Linked DNA regions of Sus scrofa: regions 1, 2 and 4 are each linked to region 3. A link is a contact called in public promoter capture Hi-C data. All regions are on one chromosome and are shown on one strand. The core of a region is the stretch at or near the end of the contact, and the rest is flanking DNA. Distances in the headings are between cores, read along the strand shown.

What was found. Promoter capture Hi-C pulls out the DNA fragments that hold promoters and counts their contacts.
Region 1: a contact with region 3 is called in a promoter capture Hi-C map of fetal liver, with 4 times the contacts expected there. The contact joins the promoter of FAM50B here to the promoter of PSMG4 in region 3. A contact is called at or near these places in 2 of 5 promoter capture datasets (fetal liver and liver).
Region 2: a contact with region 3 is called in a promoter capture Hi-C map of liver, with 5 times the contacts expected there. The contact joins the promoter of LOC110261697 here to the promoter of PSMG4 in region 3. A contact is called at or near these places in 2 of 5 promoter capture datasets (fetal liver and liver) and 2 of 2 datasets of contacts at active chromatin or transcription factors (alveolar macrophages and skeletal muscle).
Region 4: a promoter capture Hi-C map of liver shows a contact between it and region 3, with 7 times the contacts expected there. The contact joins the promoter of PRPF4B here to the promoter of PSMG4 in region 3. A contact is called at or near these places in 2 of 5 promoter capture datasets (fetal liver and liver) and 2 of 2 datasets of contacts at active chromatin or transcription factors (alveolar macrophages and skeletal muscle).

Annotation. Positions count from the first base shown.
Region 1 is chr7:2,289,127-2,292,553 of Sscrofa11.1, reverse strand. It overlaps FAM50B (protein FAM50B), which reads right to left and starts at 2,093. Exons shown (of 2, transcript XM_013977400.2): 1 at 1-2,093.
Region 2 is chr7:2,246,561-2,249,670 of Sscrofa11.1, reverse strand. LOC110261697 (collagen alpha-1(III) chain-like) reads right to left here and starts at 1,292. Exons shown (of 3, transcript XM_021099999.1): 1 at 851-1,292; 2 at 57-764. The coding sequence starts at 1,292. It overlaps PXDC1 (PX domain-containing protein 1), which reads left to right and starts at 685. Exons shown (of 6, transcript XM_001928852.5): 1 at 685-1,546. The coding sequence starts at 1,291.
Region 3 is chr7:1,978,540-1,981,844 of Sscrofa11.1, reverse strand. It overlaps PSMG4 (proteasome assembly chaperone 4), which reads right to left and starts at 1,550. Exons shown (of 3, transcript XM_001927667.5): 1 at 1,304-1,550. The coding sequence starts at 1,477. It overlaps LOC110261762 (a long non-coding RNA gene), which reads left to right and starts at 1,627. Exons shown (of 2, transcript XR_002346234.1): 1 at 1,627-2,101; 2 at 2,844-3,305.
Region 4 is chr7:2,380,359-2,383,851 of Sscrofa11.1, reverse strand. PRPF4B (serine/threonine-protein kinase PRP4 homolog) reads right to left here and starts at 1,348. Exons shown (of 18, transcript XR_002346264.1): 1 at 1,148-1,348. It overlaps LOC102161992 (a long non-coding RNA gene), which reads right to left. Exons shown (of 2, transcript XR_304244.3): 2 at 3,121-3,493.

The DNA.
Region 1 (3,427 bases), core at 844-3,343, 310 kb before region 3:
GTGGACTGGGAGGTGGGGTCTGTGTCTCTGGGGAAAGCAGTGCAGCTACCGCCTAGTTCTCTGGGGTTCTCGCCTCTGGAGCCCGATCCATCGTGTAAGAAGGTGGCCCTCCAAGACTGTCCTCCTTGGGCAGGAAGCCTGGGCCATATCTAGGGGCTGCAGCCACAGCCTGGCTGAGATCCCAGCCAACAGCCAGCACCAATCAACAGGCCTGATTCTGGCACCGACGATAGTGTCACCCCCCTCCCCCCACCGAGCAGTTCTTCCAGCCGAGGCCCCAGACATGGTGGGGCAGAGATAAGCTGTGCCCAGTCCAAGTTTCTGTCCCAGAGAATCCACGAGCATAATGAGATGGTGGTTTGTAGCACCAGTTAACACAGTAGTAGTGACCAGAATACCCGGGCAAAAGGAACTGGGCCCCAGGCCACTCCTGACATCTTGGGGTTGCCAGCTTGCGTACACATGGAGGGCTGCATACCACGGCTAGATGCCTAAAGTTTTATAAATTAAGTGTTGTAAGTCGTGCCAGGAACTATCAAATAAAGGGGTTCTCCCCTCCTTCCCTGAAAAGTATCCTTCCTTCGACCCAGAGGCCACAGCTTTGGATGTGGGATTCCCATCGTGGGCCCCCGCCTTCCTCAGCCCCATGGGCTCCGCCCAGCACCTGTGCGGGCTCCACACACGCACCCCAGGCCCCGTCCTTACGCCCTGAAAACAGCCCCGTCGCGGCCTTTCCTGGTCCTGCAGGAGCCCAGCCAGCAGTGGATGTTGTCACCCACCCACGGGTGACAGCCCAGGGGTGTGGCACAGGATGTCGCGGGATCCCAGGTCTGGTGTAGTGTCGGGGCTCTGGGGCAGGTCCCACAACGTGGAGCTCCCCAGTGGCCGGGCTCCGGTCAGTCCCGGGCCGCCCCAGGGCGTTCCTCGTGCCAACTGCAAAGCGAAATCCTGCTCAATCCCACTGACTGAGTATTCAGTTCCGTTCCCTTCTGCCGTTTCCCACGACTCTCCTGGCCAGGCCAGTGCCACCTGAGAGGAAGGCAAGCGTGACTTAGGACGAGTCACAGTGGAAAGAGATGGCCGTGCCGTCAGTTCTGGCGGAAGCTTATCCCTTGGGAAACATTCCAGTAACACACAGTGAAGCCAAGAGGCCCAGGCCTGCGGGGGCTGAGCAGCCACTGCTCCGGGGGCTTCGTGGAGAGCCGCCTCCCTCCCCTTTCTCGGTCCGTCCATCCCCTCTCGATGGACACCCAGTGGGAAACAAGAGTGCGGACTCGGCCTCTGTGACCCGGGAAGAACTTCACTGGAGTGGGTGGAGGCCAGGACTACTGACCCGAGGGCTGCATTTGACCACAAATGTATTTTTATTTGGCCTGTGCCGGGTTTAATTTTTTTTTTTCTGAATAAGGGGTTAGCACTTAAAACGGGCAGATTTCACACCAGCTTCTCGATGTCTTGCCTTACCTGGAAGCGAGAATGATCTGGAACCGCGGGCCTGCATTTCCCCAGAGCCACCAGCCGCTGCTCCTTGGGACCCAGGCTCCCGGGGTCTCCGGGCCGCGCCCCTCATGCCCCTCGTCATTTGGGTCTAACTGCTGGGGCATTCGCGTGTCCAGCGCATGGTTAGAGTAGTGAGACACAGACGCAGGTGCCTGGGGGAGAGAGCCCTGCCTGCTGACTAACGGCCAGCAGGTGGCAGTGGGTTTGAAGGAACCAAGGAATGAATGAATGAGTGACGGGGGAGATGAAAGGTCACGGTTCAGGTGAGTAAACACACCTCAGCAGGACAAGGCAATCGCCTTAACTGTGCAGTCTTCTCTAAAGAATAAATTTAGTAGCTCTTCCTTCTGCTCTTCACTGACTATATGCTACTAATAATAGACTCTAATTTGACCAGATCCTTAAAGAGAAGGAAGCTTATAAAACTTCCCCACGAGGATCAACCAGAAAGAAAATGCAACACTGCAGCCCGCCTCCTCCGTGAACGACAGATCTGCCACGAAACCTACGTTTCTTATGCTCTTTATTTTATTTTTTTAACTTTTATTTTTGTCTTTTGTCTTTTTAGGGCTGCACCCGTGGCATATGAAGGCTCCCAGGCTAGGAGTCGAATCAGAGCTGGAGCCGCCGGCCTACACCATAGCCACAGCAACGCCAGATCCGAGCCGTGTCTGCGACCTACACCACAGCTCACGGCAACAATGGATCCTTAACCCACTGAGCGAGGCCAGGGATCGAACCTGCAACCTCATGGTTCCTAGTCAGATCCGTTTCGCTGCGCCAAGACGGGAACTCCTATTTTTTTTTTTTTTTTAAATTTAAAGAGTTACATTCCCATCTTATGCAACCCTTTAAAAAAATAAACACAACAGTGTGGCAGGTTCTCAGAAAATTTCCATGGAATTACCATGTAGTCTAGACACCTCTCTTCTAGGTTTGTCCCCAAAGAATTGAAAATAGTCTTGAACAGCCATGTGCACACCCGCGTTCGTAGCAGCCTTATTCACGACAGCCACCCAGCTGTCCATCGAAGAATAAACGGGTAAGAAAATGTGGTCTCTTCATAAAATGCAGTATTATTCAGCCTTAAATTGGAAGGAATTCTGACACAGGCTATAGTACAGAGGAACCCTGAAGACGTCATGCTCAGTGAAAAAAGCCAGTCACAAAAAGCCATGTACTGAGTTATTCTAGAGGCCCCTAGAGTCATCAAAATCAGAGACAGAACGTGGGAGGGTGGCTGTCAAGTGGCTGAAGCGAGGTGATGGCGAGTTAGTGTTTAAGCAGACAGAGTGGAGTTCCTGTCGTGGCGCAGCAGAAACGAATCCAACGAGTATCCATTGAGGACGCAGGTTTGATCCCTGGCCTCGCTCAGTGGTTAAGGATCCAGTATCACCGTGAGCTGTGATGTAGATTGCAGACATGGCTCAGGTCCCGTGTTGCTGTGGCTGTGGCATGGGCTGGTGGTTACAGCTCCAATTCCACCCCTAGCCTGGGAAGCTCCTTATGCCGCAGGTGTGGCCCTAAAAGATTAAAAAAAAAAAAAAATTAAAGGGGACAGAGTTTCTCTTTGGGAAGATGACACACTTCTGTGGATGGATGGAGGTTACACAACAAGGCGAAGCTACTTAATGTCACAGAACAGCAATTTAAAGACCGTTGAAATGGTAAATTGGGTGTTAGGTGTATTTAGACACAACTTTAAAATAAATGGAAAAGATACACGTGTGATCAGCAGGTTTTCATTTGAAGTCACAACTAAGCTCAGCTCGCTGCTCCCGAGAGGGTGCGGGGCAGCCGTCAGAGAGGCGGGGGGGGACGAAGCGGGCATCGGCCAGTGGAGGGGGCCCTGGCCCCTGGATGAAAAGAAGCCGCCGTCTGACTTCCACAGCCTCCTGGCCGGTAAACGCCTCCTTCTCCTCCAAGT
Region 2 (3,110 bases), core at 43-2,542, 270 kb before region 3:
AGAGTTCTGCAGGCGGGCGGCTTCCCCGGGTCCGCTTCCGAAATCCCCTCGCTCACCTAGGGCCCCCGCTGCCGCGGGGATGCTCTTTCCCACCGCGGGTCGGTCCCACTTCTCAGCAGGGAGGTCCCCTCTCCTTTTGGAGGGCGGCCCCTCGGCTGGCTGGCGCGGGCCTGTCTGTCCCGCCGCGTCCCCGTCTGTCTCCAGCCGCGTCCGGGCCAAGGCCAGGCAGCGGCGCGACTGGAATGCGCGGGGGCCGCGGGGCGGGGGCCGCCCCAGCCCGGCCCGGCCCAGGGTGGATGGGGGGGCGGCGCGCAGTGGAGAACCTGGCAGACGGTCCCGGCGCCAAGTCCCCGGAGCCCGTGCGCCCCGCCCTCGCCCCCCGCCCGCACACGTGCCACTGCCACCCCCTCGCGGGCCGGGTGGGGCGCGCAGGATCGAGAAACGGAAAGACAAGAGTCTCCCCAGGAACCCGGCGGGCACAGGCCGGCCGGCCCTCCCACCCCCAGTCTCGTCCAGTCCGGGCCGGCGGCTCGGGACCCGGAGCGGAGGGGGGAGGCGGGAGGCGGGGCCGGCGCTGGGGTTTCCGCCCCGCCCGGCGGCCGGGGGTCCCCGCGGCCCCAGCAGCGCGGGCTCGGGAGGCGGCGCGGGGCGCGGCGGCCAGGCCACCCCTCCGCGCGCGGCGTGTCCTCTTGCCTGGAGGCGGGGAAGGCGGAGGCGGCCGCGGCCTCGACGTCGGCGACCGCGCCGCCCGCGATGGGAAGTGCCTTATAAGCCTCGGCTCGGCCGGCCCCGCCGCTCGTAGCCTCGCCCTCCGGGAGAGCGCGCGGAGGCCCGGCCGACATCCGCAGACCCGCTCCGCCGCGACCCCGGGCCGGGACGGACCCGGACTCGAGCAGGCCTCCTACCGACCCGGTCTCCGGACGGAGCCCAAACGGACCCCGGCCCCAAGTAGACCTCGGAGGGGCGCCAGCCCGGGACTGAGCCCGGGCAGACCCTGACCGACTCCGGCTCCGGACAGATCCCAGGTCTCTTCGACTCTGGACAGACCTCGGACGGACCCCGGCGCCGGACCGACCCCAGGCCGGGCAGACCCCGGCTCCGCGCAGATCCCGGACCGATCCCGGCGCCGGACGGACTTCGGGCGGACCCCGGCCCTGGATTGACCCCGGCTCCGCGCAGATCCCGGGCAGATACAGGCGCCCGACGGACTCTGGGCGGACCCCGGCCCCGGGCTGCCCCCGGCCCGGGCGGGCGCGCCCCCTGCCGGCCGGGGCATGCGCGGCCCGCGGCATGGCCTCGGCGGTGTTTGAGGGCACGTCGCTCGTGAACATGTTCGTGCGCGGCTGCTGGGTGAACGGCATCCGCAGGCTCATCGTCAGCCGGCGCGGCGACGAGGAGGAGTTCTTCGAGATCCGCACCGAGTGGTCGGACCGCAGCGTGCTGTACCTGCACCGCAGCCTGGCCGACCTGGGCCGCCTGTGGCAGCGCCTCCGCGACGCCTTCCCCGAGGACCGGCCGGAGCTGGCGCGCGCGCCGCTGCGCCAAGGTGGGCGCGGGCCCGGCCTCGGGGCTGGGCTCTCGGGGCACTGGGTGGGAGTCGGGGACCGGGGGGAGGGTGCGGGCTCCTTCGACGTGCAGGGAGAGGGGCTCCGCCTTCCCCCAGGCGAGGGGCGCCCGGGCCGCAGTGGCAGCGGCAGGAATCCGCACATCGGCACCGTGGCCCCTGGCCGAGGCTGGTTGCCTTGACCATCACCAAGGTCAACCACCGTCCAGCGCTGGCCGCGGCAGGAGGGGCGGGGGGACGTTTGGGAGAGTTCAGCGCAGCGTCCGGCGGGGGTCGCGCCGTGTCTGGCAGCCCCTTCGCGGTCCTAGCCGGGCAGGGCCGCGCCCCTTGTCCCTGCTGACCGACGTGCGAGGTGCCACGTGGCCTCTGTCATTCCAGGAGGGGCCCCGCGGGGTGCGTCCGCATTCGGGTTTGATTAACCCTGGCCGCCTCCTCCCGAGCCTTGTGACTTTCCTGGCTCTTGGGGACTCGAGTTTCAGAGAACTGGGTGGCTTCCCACTTCCTACTCGCGGGCTGGCGTTTGGAGGCCGCGGAGAGGAGGTTGGAGGGGAGGAAGCCAGACCCGAGGTTGAGAAGGAGGGACTGGGTCAGCCCCCCACCACACCTGTGCGGCCACCTGCAGCTCTGAGACTCTGTGACGCCTCCCAGAGCCGTCCTTTAAGCAGGGCCTGGGCACTTTTGGGGGCACTTCCTGAAGAGACATAGTTTACGGAGGGTCCCCATTTACCGAGGGTCTCCGAAGCTGCCTGTCTGCCTGAGGTCTTGCGGTCTCCAGCCCCCCTGGTGACAGCCTCACCCCAGCCTGTGAATTCTGTGGATAATTAGCTCATTCTCATGACACATCCTCTGGCAGATGCGTCACTTGGACAGGTTCCCGAAGCCAGAGGGTTTGCAGGCCCTGAGTGAGACCGCCTGCTCCTGGCCTGGCACTTGTGGCTGCTCTGGGGGTGGTTCAGTAGCGTTTCAAGCAGGGCAGCAGTTTACCTTGATTTACTCCTTGGCTGTGTGAGTTATTATATTTTTAATTTAGCAAATGAAGGTCCAAGCCCAGGAAACTTAGACTGAAGGAACAATTTGCTCAGTGACTTGTGTCCTTTCTGGAACAAGGTGGGGTGAACAAGCAGGAGCCCCAGAGCCTGGGCAGAGAGCCTGCCGTCCCTGCCCTCCCCTCTGCCCCCCCCCCCCCGTCCCTCTCCTGCTCCATATCCACCCCCCCAGCCTTACTCTGTTGGGGACCCAGCTCGGCTGTGACCCGGGGCGGGCTCTGGAAATCCGCTCCCGTCTGGCCCCTCCCCCGCAGCACAGTCCCCGATGCCCACTTGTGAGAACAGAGGTTCATGCCCCGTGTCCCACGTAGTGAGCCCTCCGTGACTGTGGCCTTCGTTGTCCCCCTTAATGGCTGCTGGCTGCCGGGGTTGTAGATGGTACGGAGGAGGTGTAGCTTTGGTCGCCTTGGGGGCTGGTGGGGACACCGCCTCATCCAGAGCAGAAGGCAGGTGTGCGTGAGGCACATGACCTGCCCTGCACACGCGCCTGGCTCTGTCCC
Region 3 (3,305 bases), core at 301-2,800:
CTGCAGCTCCAATTCGACCCCTAGTCTGGGAACTTCCATATGACGCAGGTGCAGCCCTTAAAAGGACGAGAAAAAGTCTGAGCAGACGAATGCCATTCTGACTGCTGTCTGCAGCCCGTACAGAACCAGCCACAGGGCAGTGCTGAGCCAAGTCCTCCAAAAAGTACCTCCAAGGCCTAACCCCCTGCAGCTGTGCAGGTGACTTTATTAGGAAATGGGGTCTTTGCAGATGTAACTGACATGTAAGTTAAGCTGGACTCATCCAGCAGGACTAGTGTCCTCAGAAAGAGGAAGAGACAGAGGAGATGGCCTGTAACACTGGCAGCAGGACTGGATGACGAGGGTGTCAGCCGAGGACACCAAAGTGCCAGCAGCACTAGAAGCCCAGGAGACGGGCTGACTTACCCCCAGGGCCTCCAGGAGGAACGAGGCATGCAGAGGTTCCCAGGCCAGGTGTGGAACCCTCGCCACAGCTGTGACTACAGCAGATCCTTAACCCCCTAGGCCACCAGGGAACTCCCAATCTCTGTTGTTTTAAGCCACCCAGTCTACTGCACTTTGTTACAGCAGCTCTGAGAAACAGTACAGATACCGAGGAAGGCTTAGCCCAGGTGGCAGGTGAGGGAGGGGAGAAGGGGCTGGATTCTGCATGTTCTGAGGGGATCCCAGGGTGACCCCGAGGGTGGCATGGAGCTGCTGCACCTGAGAGGAGCAGGCTGCTGCAGAAGCAGGGGTGCGGGGAGCTGGGCTCCGAAGGCCCACTCAGAGATGCCTGTTAGACTTTTCATTGAGACACTGGAGTGGAAAGGCAGCAGAGAAGCCTGTGCTGGAAATGAAAGGAAACGTGGGCAACACAGAGCCGGCGTGAAAAAAGGGGTTGGATAGGAGCGTGAGAAGACAGAGGCCCCACGAGGAAGCCCTGAAACTCTAACCAGAGATGGGCGTGGAAGTCGAGCCTAGCGCCCGGACGAAGCTTCCTCGAAGGTAGCGCCGCCCCCCACAGCCCCCGGTCCCTAGGACATCACAGGAAGGGCCTCAGGGAACCCTAGGCCTCCCGCCTCCCTGGCCCAGGAGATCTGGGGACCACGGAATCCGTGGCGTCCCCAGCAGGCCCTCGGTCACTGTTCGGCCCCGACCCCCGCTCCCACCCCTCCCCCGAGTCCCTAGGCCCTCTCCTGCGCCCTCTCCCCTCCCTCCCCGCCCCCTGGGGACCCACCCCCTAAACCCCCCTTCCCTCCCCCTCCCCCGGCGTCCCCACCGGGCCCCTCTCCGCTCCTGCCCCTGGCCCTCCCCTCGCACTCACGTAGCGGGTGCACATGGCCACGGCCAGGTTGCGCAGGTGCGGCGTGGCCCCCACCCACAGGAAGAGCGAGTCCGTCAGCCGCATGACGTGGAAGTGGACGAGCTGCTCCCACAGCCTCGCGGTGAAGTTGTGCAGAGAGACGTCCCCGGCCGCGGCGGCCCGCGGCCCCTCCATGCCGCCCGCCCGGACGCCCGGCCGAACGCGGGGACCAGTTCCCGCCGCCGCCGCCAGACCAGAGCAAGCGAGCGCCGAGAGCGCCTTCGCTTTCGATCCTGGGTCAGGGGCGGGGCCCGAGGGTGGGCGGGGCCAGAGAGTGAGCGAGGCTCTCCGGGGAGGAAGGGCGGGGCCCAGGTGGAGCCGTGGGGACGGGCCAGGAGTGGGCGGGGCAGAGCCAGAGGGGGCGGGGCGGGGCCTACTCGAGAGGGGACGGGTCTTGCCCGCGGGCTCCGCGGCGGATCCAGCCCCGACCGCGCAGAGCCCAGGCCTGACCCGCACTCTGTCTTGCGTTGGACTCGTCCTGGGCTCAGCGGGTCGGCGTCCTCACTGACTGCTGCACAGACGTGCAGGAAAATCTTCCCGAGTGGAGATGCGCCGTCCGGCAAAGCACAGCGCTTTTAGTCGGTGCCGAAAACACTCAGAGCAGCCGCCGCCATCGTACGGGATGGCTAGATTTTCCCAAATCCTGCTGGTCCCGGCAGCCCGGAAACTGCGGGAAGCCTTGAATGCAGCTAGTCGTGAGAATGGCAAAGATACTGGGAAAAGCTCGAGAAAGGACAGTTACCTGGACTGAGTTAAGGGGTGGGTTTCCTCACCTGACCCAAACCCCCGGAGCTGAGGTCCTGTACAAGCACGGGCCTTGCATATGCAAAGTGGGAGTAAGAGCGGGCGCCTCCCAGGGGAGTGGGAAGGATGTGAACGACCACAGGGAGGCAGATGAAGGGGGCCAGTGTCATCCGCTGGGACCTTTAATTGCAGTCACTCTGGGCCACAAGGTTGACATAAGAAGGCCTTCGATGTGCCGAGACAACCTTTGGGGTAAAAGCACACAGCCCCGTTTTTGTCCGATTCTCTTAAGCTGACTTGGGGTTTATGTCAGAACCCTCAGAGTTCTGCTTTTTCAATCTCTAAAAGGGCTAGGTTGATTAAATTGACATTTATGAGGGCAAATATTGTTGAAAGTTTGTTGGCTCGTTATCAATGATTCAGTTACACACCTAATGTTCAGGTCAGCAGTTTTCAACAGCTTTCCTAATGTATAATTAATACACAAGTACACTACTCCAAGGATTCAAATTGAAGTTGTGACACGTGTGTAACCCATGAAACCATCGTTGCAGTCAAGAGAGGGCACGTGGCCATCAGTCCCAGAGGCTTCCTGAAGCCCCTGGTAACCCTTCCTTCCCCTCCTCAAACCCTGAGCTGCTGGTGGTCACTACAGAGTAGTTTGCATTTTCTGGAGTTTTATGTAAATGGAAGATGCCGTATGCACAATTTTTTGTCTGCCTTTCCACTCATCACAGTTATTTTGCGTTTCCTCCAGGTTGTCACGTATGTTGGTCGCTTCTCCCTTATTGATGAGCACTGTTCTGCTGTGTGGACGCACCACTGTTTATCCCTTCACACGTGTTGATATTCTTTGGGACTGTTTTCACTTTGGGGATATTGCAGCGAAGCTGCTGTGAACTCATGTGCGAGTCAGTCTCTATGCACACATGCTTCCATTTCTTGTAGTTAAATGTCTAGGAGTAGTATGGCTGTATCCTTTATAACTTTTTAAGAACCTGACAAGCTGTTTCCACAGTGACTGTACCTTGTAATTGTATCCATCAGCCGCACAAGAGCTTTTTCTGGCACCGCTACATCCTCATCAAACAGCAAGGACCATATCAACTATTGGGTGTAGTCAGTCTTTTTCACTTTAGCCAATCTAAGGGGTACCTCAGTGTGGCTTAATTTGCATTTCCTTAATTATTAATGAGCTTCAATTCATCATTCACACCGT
Region 4 (3,493 bases), core at 99-2,598, 400 kb before region 3:
AAGTCTAGTTAAAACTTCAGGACCCATTTGCTCTCTTTTAAGTAAAATTGTTAAGATGATAAATCTGCTTTCAGAAGCTCTTGATAAAAAATCTGTACTCCCTGTCTAGCTGAGCAAAGCAAATCACCGAAGGGTCCAGAGCTGGGCGAACAGCACCGGTGGGGAGATTTCCACCCTCTCTCAGCCCAAAGTTGCTGGGAGACTATATCTGCCTCTTTCCTAAGATGGCTAGAAACAAATCAGATAATGCCGATGCCAAAAAAAGGGTCGTTATAGCAATACTGTTTTAAAATCCATTCTCTTATGTTCTTGAGTTTCCCTATCAAACACATGAAAAACGAAACACCGCTTTTAGTTAAGCAATGGTTAGCCTTGCCGCACATACAAGTAGGTTTTCACTCGGCCGCACATAATTAGCTTAATTACAGACGTGAAGTGCTTGGGTTCGGAAGGTGGTAACAATGCCCATTATTTCTCCCACTCCCAAATGAACGCTATAAGCTCTGGCTAAAAACACTAGGCCTCAAAACCGAGAACTTGATCTTACTTTGCCTCAAGTTCGCAAGCTGGCAAATGAGTTGCAATGGGCAGGGGGATGAATATCGGGTGGATGCTGGAGGAAGTACCCCGCCAGCCACAAACTCTAGCTCTGGGATGGTTAAGGAGGGCGGCCCCGCGCCCTTGTCTTCTCTGCCTCCAGGTCCTAAACGTGACACCGGCACCAGGACCACCGGTACCGCCTGCAGAGGGAAGGTCTCAGGGCTCGCCCGCTGCCGCCCGGCTGCTCCGGGGGTCCGCACCGAGGCCGCCGGGCTGCGGCCAGGAGCCTGGCTCATCCCCGCGGAGGACAGGCGGAAGGCGCGCCCGCGCTGGGGCCTCGCGCCCCGGACCTGTAGAGGCCGCTCGCGCCCACGCCTCCCGGGGCAACGACGCGGCAGGCCCCGCCGCCCTGGACCCAACAGCCGCGGCCTCCGGGCGAGCGGCGCGCGGCTTGCCGCCCGCCCGCGCCCCACGACCCGCGCGCGCGCGCGAGGCAAAGTTTGGCCGTGGCCGCGGGGCCCGAACTTTCCCGCCCGCCTGGCAGCTCTCCGCCGGTTCCCCTCGGCCGGGCCCGGACGCCGGCCTTCCGCGCTCCCAGACTACTTACTCTGGCTGTTCCCGCAGCGTCGGAGCCTCCGCGGCGGCCATCTTGAACTTCCTGACTCCTCGGCGGCGGTGGCGGCGGCTTCCCGGACGGTGGGAGCCAGTGGAGGCGGAGGAAGAGGGAGCAGGGTCCTCGCGCATGTGCCGACCGCGTCGGGAACCGTGGAGCTGAGGCCGCTCGAAGAATCCGGATATAAAAGTGCATCCGGGGACGGGGCGCGCGAGCGTCGTGACGCACTTCCGGGGCGGGGCGGGGCTGCGGCGCCGGCTCGGGCCGTAAGCGGTTACGTTGCCTGGGCTGCGTGCTGGAACCCAGGCGGAGTTCTGGGTGCTGGAGGGAGGAGGGAGCGGAGGGAGGAGGCTGTCTGCGCCGTGGTCGCAGTTCCGAGAACCGGTTTCACTGTGGGACCCAGACTTAGTTAAAATTCCGAAACTAGGGCAAACAAGAGCAACGCTGGGAGCATAATGAATGCCTTTTTATTGCCTAGCATTAAGGCATTAAGGGAAAGCTTGTAGAAAGGCAAGTTGAGAAAACTGAAAGGTAGGGCTGGAGCCAGGACAGAGGGAGCTATTGTTGATACATTTATTTGAAATCTTCAGCATAAGGATTCAGGAGTCCCTTGCTCCTGTTCATGTTCGCTGGTTCCGTAAATTGAATTTTTAAGTAATATTTTTGGCCCGAATACCTTCATGTGATTGTTTTTCCATAATAATGGCATCTACAGTAATGCAATTATGTAATGGTTATGTATCTCATTATGAGTAATGAACTATTGTATGAGAAAACATTTATTGGCTCTTGGAGAGCTTTCAACGTATGTTTTTATATGCTCTCTCTCAAAAGTATCTTTCTCCATGATCTGAATCTTAAAAGCAGGGTGGTGATCACTTTTATTCTTGTCAGCAACTGAGTTTGTGGGGTTTGGCCTAGAATTTTGACCTCGGAATATCTGATCTTATATACCTCATGATTTTATAGAGGGGAGGAGTTACAAATATTCCGACAAAATAAGCCCCTGGTTGGCTGAATTCCAAACGTGTTTAATGTTAATAAGCGTTTCCCCCCATGAATATTACTAACATTAAATCAACCTTGGATATTTATTGACTTTTGGGGGTTGCCCCACCCCACACCTATTGTAGCATTTCCTTTTTTTTTTTTTTTTTCTGCTTTTTAGGGCTGCACCCCCGTGGCATATGTAGATTTCCAGGTTAGGGGTTGAATCAGAACTGCAAGCTGCTAGCCTAAGCCACAGCCACGCCAGATCTGAGCCGCATGTGTGACCTATGCAATGCTGGATCCTTAACCCACTGAGCGAGGCCAGGGATCAAATGAACCTGCAACCTCATGGTTCCTAGTCAGATTCGTTTCCCTTACGCCACAGCAGGAACTCCTGTGGCATTTCTTTATATGGTCCTTAATTATATTGTTTCCTTTATGAAGGCTTTCTGTCCCCTTAATAATCAAATTCAGGTATAATAACTGAGAATGCTGCTGCTGCTTTTTTTTTTTTTTTCTCTTTTCTCTCCTTTGGGCCTCGCCTGAGGCATGTGGAAGTTCCCAGGCCAGGGATCAGACGGGAGCCACAGCCTCCACAATAGCAGTGACATTGCCTGATTGTTAACCTGATGTGCCACCAGGGAAATCCAGAAGGCTTCTTTCAAATAAAATAGTTTTCAGAACTATGTTAAGAATGGTTTATATTTTCTTTCTTTTTTTTTTTTTTTTTTTGGTCTCTTTGCCTTTTCTAGGGCCCCTTCCCACCGCATATGGAGGTTCCCAGGCTAGGGGTCCAATGGGAGCTGTAGTTGCTGGCCTACGCCAGAGCCACAGCAACGTGGGATCTAAGCCGTGTCTGTGACCTACACCACAGCTCACGGCAACGCCAGATCCTTAACCCACTGAGCAAGGCCAAGGATCAAACCCTCAACCTCATGATTCCTAGTTGGATTTGTTAACCACTGTGCTATTATTGGTTTATATTTTCAACCAATATATTTATTTACTAATAGCGTGTAAGTTGGGATTTCAGAGTTCTACTAATTGTTCCTGCCTCTAGATTCTCATTCCAATATATCTTTTCAAAGCTATTATGTATAAAACGTTGTAGTTAAGGTTTTATATTCTCTGTCCCATGAAGGCAAGGCCATGTGCCATTATGTTAAGAATAGATCAAATGTTATTAGAGTAACAGGAAATTTAGTACATTATTTTAAATAACTTTAAAGTTAAGATAAATGAACATAGTGTATGTACTGCAGACCTCTTACAGATTTCTTGGAAGTGACTACAAACCAGTAAGAGTTCTTGTCTTGGAGATAAAGTAGAATAATATACTTTTAAGCAAAA